2 separate regions of the Gossypium arboreum genome follow, and region 1 is linked to region 2. The links are chromatin contacts, called in public Hi-C maps. All regions are on one chromosome and are shown on one strand. Each heading gives the region's core, a stretch centred on a gene start, on an enhancer-like site or on the middle of the called end of the contact. The rest is flanking DNA. Distances are from core to core; before and after follow the strand shown.

What was found. A called contact is a pair of places that touch in the nucleus more often than the background predicts.
Region 1: a Hi-C map of leaf shows a contact between it and region 2, with 2.8 times the contacts expected there. The contact joins the enhancer-like site here to the promoter of LOC108470126 in region 2. A contact is called at or near these places in 2 of 5 Hi-C or Micro-C datasets (both in leaf).

What each region holds. Positions count from the first base shown.
Region 1 is chr13:86,745,649-86,749,424 of ASM2569848v2, reverse strand. It overlaps LOC108463922 (5'-3' exoribonuclease 4-like), which reads left to right. Exons shown (of 23, transcript XR_008277571.1): 17 at 56-130; 18 at 244-386; 19 at 491-595; 20 at 680-755; 21 at 1,227-1,309; 22 at 1,440-2,164; 23 at 2,644-2,988. Among protein-coding and RNA genes, the nearest start is that of LOC128287616, 7.1 kb to the right of the region's middle. Within about 2 kb of position 2,069, at least 1 of the 2 cell types and tissues checked has an H3K27ac peak or open chromatin away from gene starts, as enhancers often do. A contact at or near this core is called in leaf, where this site is marked.
Region 2 is chr13:85,877,540-85,881,288 of ASM2569848v2, reverse strand. LOC108470126 (probable transcription factor At3g04930) reads right to left here and starts at 1,746. Exons shown (of 1, transcript XM_017771354.2): 1 at 1-1,746. The coding sequence starts at 1,574. The coding sequence ends at 285.

The DNA of each region.
Region 1 (3,776 bases), core at 820-3,319, 870 kb before region 2:
CTCTTATCTATTTGAATGAAGATTATGGGAACTGACCTCTGTTTTTTGGACACAGGGTGTTGTGAAGTTGCCTTTCATCGATGAGTGGAAGTTGCTTTCTGCAACAAGAAAGCTTGAAGCTACTTTAACGGTCTGTATTGTCAGTTCAGGCTAGTGTGCTTAATTTCTGAATGATAATGTTAAATTGCTATTGTTTTAAAATGCTTTTAGTTTGTCCCTTATGCTAACCCTTAATATTTGCAGGCAGAAGAGCAGTTTCGGAACAGTGTGATGCTTGATCTGCTATATGTTCATCCTCTTCATCCTTTGGCTTCACAAGTTCTTTCATATTACTATCAGTTCTCCCCTCACAAAAAAAATTTATGGCCAATTGACACAAATGCTAGGTTTGTTAATCTCACTGTCCTTCACTAATTGAGCATTCACATATCAAGTAACTTGACTGAAATCTGTTAGGTTTACCATCCTCATTCATTATTTGCCTTCACAGTGGTGGAATGAACGGATTTCTTTGGTTATGTGAAAGGAATGGTTGGCAAGTTGTAGTCTCTTCCCCTGTTAAGGAGTTGCCACGCATAGAATCTAACCAAATTTTGTAAGTCTTCCATAGTTCTATTGCCATTTTTTCTTGAGAACCCTATTGATCCTAGTAATTCATTTGATGCATTTTTCCTTGCAGAAATGTTACATACATGAATCCTTCATATCATAAACACATTCCAGAACTTCCACAGGGTGTTGTAACACCCAAAAAGGTATATAATTTCTGATATATGGGTTGACTTCAGTTTATTATGATTAGGGAACTCAAGGATGCACGAGATTCCTCTTATGCTCCATTTGGGAATTTGAATTTGAAAATTTGGATTTCATTTATTATGAAGTGGTAAGAATGAAATGCATATATCAAGAACAAATTAGTTAAAAGTTTAAAAACATGGATTTGCCAAATACAAAAGTAGTTAAAAGAATACTATTTCATTAATAAATAGGCCTCTAGCAAATCCATGGATTTGAGAAATTGTCATGAATTTTACATTTCTAAATAGTTTACTATTCAATTTACACTATTTAAAATACAAAATCAAATCTCAAAATCCTAGTTCTCAAATGCTACCTTAAATTATTTTTAGTAGTGTTTTCTTTTGTTTTGATAAACATTATGGAAGTCTTACTGGTTCTATTAACAGAGTTCACATTTTAACACATATATATTGCTCTTGCAGATTCTAACTCCTCTAGACATTAAACCTTTTCCTGTATTATGGCATGAAGATAATGGTGGGCGCCGTCAGCAAGGCAGAGATCGGTGAGAATGCATTATTTTAAAATTTACCATTAATTCTAGTGTCTTTGCTGTTCCGAATGGTTTCATGATTTATTCAAATCCAAAATTGCAGATGATTATTGAAATGATCATTATTCTATTTGTTTGACAGTTCACGACTACCTGGAGCAATTGTTGGTCCTCAGCTAGGAGAGGCAGCTCATCGTCTTGTCAAGAACACACTTAATATCAAACCAAATGGCTCATCCTCAGGGTTATTTGAACAACCACCGTCTTTTAATGTCTCAAGCAACTACACAATCATTAAACAAAGGCCTGCTAGACCATCAGGTTTTGAAAGGGGCTTTTTTGATGACCCAAGTCTTTCTTATAGTAGTCGACCACGTGCAGCTGGACCATCAGGTGGAAGGGGATATAGTGATGGCCCTAATTATTATGGTCAATATAATCATCTGCATGGTGTAATGGCTAACCCAAGACATCTGTCATCAAATAGTATGCAAGTTAACAGAAACAACTTCCCGGCACAGGATAGATTGAATCACCAGGAACGTTATCATGATTTGAGAACTGGAATGTCTGCTTTGTCATTTGAGGGAAGTGGCAGAGATGCAATACACGTAGAGATGTCTTCAAGGATGCCAAATCCTGGATACTTGCGAAATTTAGACCACCGGTCTGAGCAGAATACCATCAGTCCTCCCATTCCTACCAAGTGGATCAATATGCCAGAGAACATAAATGCTGGAACTTATAACTAGAAAACGGATCAATACGAGAGGCAGATGAAGAAGGTTGAGCAGACTAAGACTCATGGAGGAGTCCTGTAAACTAGTGATTGCGGTTTAAGATGGAGCTACCCGTTTTTTGACACAGGCATGTCCTATTGGAAGTCTTGGTAAATTTAAGTTCTTGACTTGGATAGTCACAACGTTGCCACTGATCTCTCAGGTTAGGGAACTAACCACTAAAAACTGTTTGAATATTCCAATGTCACACCATCTGTTAATTTCTATATACAAATCTTTGAATGAACGTGCCATGTCAGTTTCATATGATATGGCTGAAGCTGTAGTGTTGATTTACAAGAAGATTGCGGGAACATTGCAAATTTCAAACGGTCTGAGTAATTTCTTTTAAAAAACATAAGCAGAGTCTGTAGTGGATGTATCATGGTCTACCCTTTTAGGTTTCTCGAAACACAGTTTAGTTGTGTTGTTGGGTTTTTATTGGTTCAGGTTGTAGAGATGGATGCCATTTGAAGTGAGAGATGCTTAAGCTATTTCTTTTAAATGTACAAGTTTTATGATGTATTAGATTGTTGGCTTAGGTTGATAGTGTTTCTTAATTTACAGGAATCAGCAAAGCTGCCTATTGTGTTTTCAGTGACTCAGCTGAGAAAATAAAGTTGGAATGTTCTTCAATTTTAAGGTTACCAGTTTGCCTGTTGGGAAATAATTAATATGCATGTATGTACCTAATATACATATAGATGTGCTCCCCCTTTTTTAATAACTATTAGATTAGATTAGATTAGATTTGAGAATCCTTTAGTTAACTTCATTTGGAAAGGTGTATAATGTAAGATGTAAATTACATCTTTTACATCTTATGATTGATCTCGGAGTTAGATTGTATTTTTTATTAAAAAATGACAAATTAGTCTTTATCAACAAGTAAATTGATGTTTTAACTAAAAATTTTCTTTATTCTTATCATTAAAAATTGGCATGATTGATCGAGGAATCAGACTGTTATATATATTTTGTGTAATATGTACTTTATGTTGATAACATGATTAGTAATAATAGAAATGTAATTATTGGTTTGTTCTTTAATTTAAATATAGAAATTAATACGTTCATTTTCAAGTAGAAAGGGTTAAATGGATTCCGATTCCTGGTGCAAACGTGTTTATGATGTTTTTAACGCCGACAAATTTTGAAAGTACATGCTATGTATGTACACATTGCATTGTATATGTATCTTGGATGTATGGTGATAATGCATATGTATCTTGGATGTATGGTGATAATGCAATGTATCTTGGATGTATGGTGATTTAGATTCAGGTGTACCTTATCAAGAACTCTTGATTAATTTAATATAAGATAATATATAAGTATACATATTAATGGTAAAATAACTAATACACATTAGAAATTTTGTTATAGTGTACGTATGTGAACTATAAATTTAGAATATAATGTGTGTTTAAACATTTAATAAATAATAAAATGTATGGTTTAAAATTAATTAATAATAATATATTTATATGTATAAATTAAAATTAAAAATTAAATTAAATCGTTTATCATTGTGGTGTTATTAATTTTAAGTTAATGTCTAGTTAACTTGTGACATCAACTTATATAAATATATTATAAATAAAATGTGCATGATGAATTAAAATTTATAAAAATATTAAAACAAATTTAGTTGAGTGGTAAAATAAGGGTTTTATTGATGCAATTGTTTTGAATTTAAA
Region 2 (3,749 bases), core at 497-2,996:
CCATAACATCTGTCTTTTATTTCTAAGCAAGTCATCCCAACCCATGTATAAAAAACATATATACACAAATGAGAACAACTAGAACAAACTATTGATTCAAAGACTAAATAATTATAAATCATTATTCCAATAACTGTTCATTTCTATCAAATAAGCAAAGAAGAAAGAAAACCCAAAACCAAACTAAGAAAAACCAGTTACTCCCCTACACTATCAGCTGATCCATCAATGAAAAGATAAGAAACCTTTCACAGAAATAACTAATAAGCACCCATACTCAGAAATCACCCTCCAATTGACCGAAGCTCCTCCAGAGCCACCTTAATCTGATCTTGCACCAACTCCAACCGCTTAGAATAAACTTCCAACTCCAATATTTGCTGCTTCCTCCACCTCTCATCCATGAACTCCACATTACCACCACCACCGCTGCCAAAATTCGAAGTTCCGCCAAAACTCAATGGCATGGCATTCATAGCCATTCCACTAATCCCTCTTCCCCCTCCTCCCCCTCCTCCAATTAAACTACCTAACAACTCCTTAAACACGGGTGTTAAACAACTCTTCACCGTCTCCTCTACTACTGCTGTCAGGTTTCCTCTTTCTCCTCCAGCACCACTGCCGCCGCCACCACCACCCAGTCCTTCCACATTACCCTGGTCATGATCACTCCTATTATTAAAATTATTGTTAGAAATCACAAACCCATCATTTAAAACTCTTTTCTCTTCCAGTTTCCCCCCTTTACTCTTTGACCTTCTCTTATTGGCTGCGGATTTTGGAGTAAGATTCTTTTTCTCCCCACATTCATCGAGAAAATTGATGTTAGTAGTAGTAGGAGTAGGAGTAGGAGTAGGAGTAATATTATTTTCATCATAATCTAAAACATTATCTTCTACTTTGCCAACACTACTACTCCAGATCTTTCTAGAAATTTCAAAAGTAGCTTGATCATGAGGGCTTTTGAAGGAAAATTCTTTACCTGAATTGATCTTATTCATCACGTTCCTATATTTCTTCTTCAATCTCCGAAGCTTCTCGACTAACTGATTCTTGTTGAAATCGAGCTGGAGTTTCGATTTGATTAGATCGTAAAACAACGCCGTATCGTGATGGTGATGGTGAGAAGAATTAGAGTTGGTTTTCGAAGTCGTGTAATCGAGAAATCCTTTGAGAAGCTCGATCTCGTCTTCATCAGTCCATAAACGTTGAAATAACCGCCGCGATTCGTCGAATTGTTGCGGCGGAGGAGGTTTTTTCTCGGAGACGGCGGAATCAATCCGTTGGCGTTTAGAGTCGGGAGTCGAACCCCTGAGAGGAACAGAAGCGACGGTCACGACGGTGGATGAAGGAACGGCAAGAGGAACGGCGGGGATTGAGGCGGAGGGTACGACTGCGGCAATCGGTTGAGGTAGTAAAGAGGGGGAATTAAAATCTTCTTCCTCTTCTTCTTCTAACAACTCCTCGTCCTCTTCGTCGTTACCGTTGAGCACGTCGTCGTTACCGGAGGAAGAGGGTTCCTCGTCGTCGTCCTGAGATTCCTCAAAAACGGCACCGTACTGCTCGGAAGCCATGAGAGAGAGTAAAAAACGAAAGAGGTTCACGAGGATTTTGTTGATTAAAAAAGCGTGTTGGACTTGGTGAAAGGAAAGAGGTTAGTTTGGTTAGAGTTAGGCCCGTGTGGGGTTCATACCCCATGTCAACGCGCTTCTTTGGCGCGTGTACGTGTTCAGTAAAAATAGATTTAGAATGGGCTAAATCAAACCCATTTCATTTTATTTATAGTTGGGATAATTAGTTTTCGGTATCACGTGCGCATGAGTATACGTTTTAAAATATTTTTATTTTGTAATCCCTTTTAAAAATTAATTAATATACATAATATTAAAATTTCTATGAGTGATAGTAAGTTTGGTGGTCTAAAAAATTCTTTGATAATGAGGATTCAACAAATTTGAACTTTGGAAAAGAATTGGTCATTGATTTATGTTCCCAGAGAGGCCAATCAGCTAACTGATGCTTTGGCATAAATGGCTCTATCAAATGATGAATATTTGAACATTTTCGAGGTTCCCTCTCTAGAGATTGAAGAGATCTTGAAGGATGATATTTCCTTTGATAATTTGCTTATGATCTACTTTATGTAATTCCTTTGTTTATTTTATCAAAACAATGCAAGACTTTTCAAATTAATTTTTAATTTAATAATGCAATATATTTATTTTACAAATTCATAAAATAATAGGTGCGCTCAAGCTCGATTTTAAAAAACCTTCTCGGATTTGTCAATTTATTCATTTCATTTTAAAAATAAAATTATAGTTTAATAATTAATTTATAAATTTTAAATTTTATAATTAAAATTTAAATATACTTCAAAAATTATTTAATTTAAATTCAGATAGTATTGAATCAACTCAAAATTTTAAAAATTTGTCCAAACCCAAATTAGACTTATTGAGTCAAGCAGACTCCCTAATAAACTTTATTATGCAAAGAAAATTAGCTTCACTTTTAGTCAATTTTGTTATAGTTGCTCCATGTATCCCTCCATGTGTCATCAATAGGTCAACTATATGCTAATATATCTATTCTAGGCGAAGCTCTAACTAGGCAAACCAAGCCAACTTGGACCACAATCAGCTGACAAACCATCATTAGATAACCCTCATTAGGCACACATGGGGTATCAGATTCATTGATCACTTAAGTATTCTAAAAAAACTATCTTAGGACATTATATCATCAACACTATAAGGGAATAAGGTATAACTCTACTATCAGTAAAACTCAAGACGCGTGGACTTCCATGTCTCCCATATATAAGTTTATCTCAACAGCTGAAGAAAAAATCAAGGCACAAAAATCTCTTCATCTCCTTCCTTTTTTTCTCTCCATCTAAACCTACAGCATCAAGCAGTCTTCCAGATTCTTTATTCAATGGCTTTCTACCTTAACTGAGGACAGGGATGGATCTAGGTTTGGTGTCCACATTTTATAACATTCGCCCCATTGGCCAAATAATAATAATAATCAAATGTTAATGTATGATGGGCCTTGAAAGACTAAATTTAGAGGCTCAATATGAACTTTAAAGTCAAATTTCAAAATTAATTGATTTGGCTCATACCCATACATATTAGGTTAGTGACTTTCTTGTATTTTGATTTGTATGTGTAACATCCTAATTTATGGTCTAGTCAGAACAGTGGTTTTGAGTCCACAAATCTGACGTAATAAAATTTATTTTTTATTATATTTTTATGGTCTACGATTTCACAAAATGATTTCATGAAAATTTCGTTTGAAAATTTTGACGTTTGGGCACTCAATTTAGCCAAAAGGACTAAATCGTAAAAACTAAAAAATTTGAGTTCTACATGCTAGAGGTGTCCAATTGTTATGAAATTTTAAATTGAAGGTCCTTATATGGTAATTAGACCATTGGTTAAGTTGGTGGACAAAAATGGACATGGTTAGGCATGTTTCCAAAGATTTTCATTAAGGGCATTTTGGTTATTTAGTTATTAAAATTAATTAAAAACAAAATTAAAAGCCAAGCTCGATTGTAAGTTCGTTCTAGCCCCGTTTTAATGGTTTTTACATTTTTGCAATCCCCGTAACAAGATCTATCTATTTCTACCATTTATTTGAGCTAGAGTTGATGTTTAAAAATTTACACATGTGCTACATATGTGTATTTTGATGTTTAAGGGAGGAATATAAATGTTTTTTTTGTGTTAAATGAC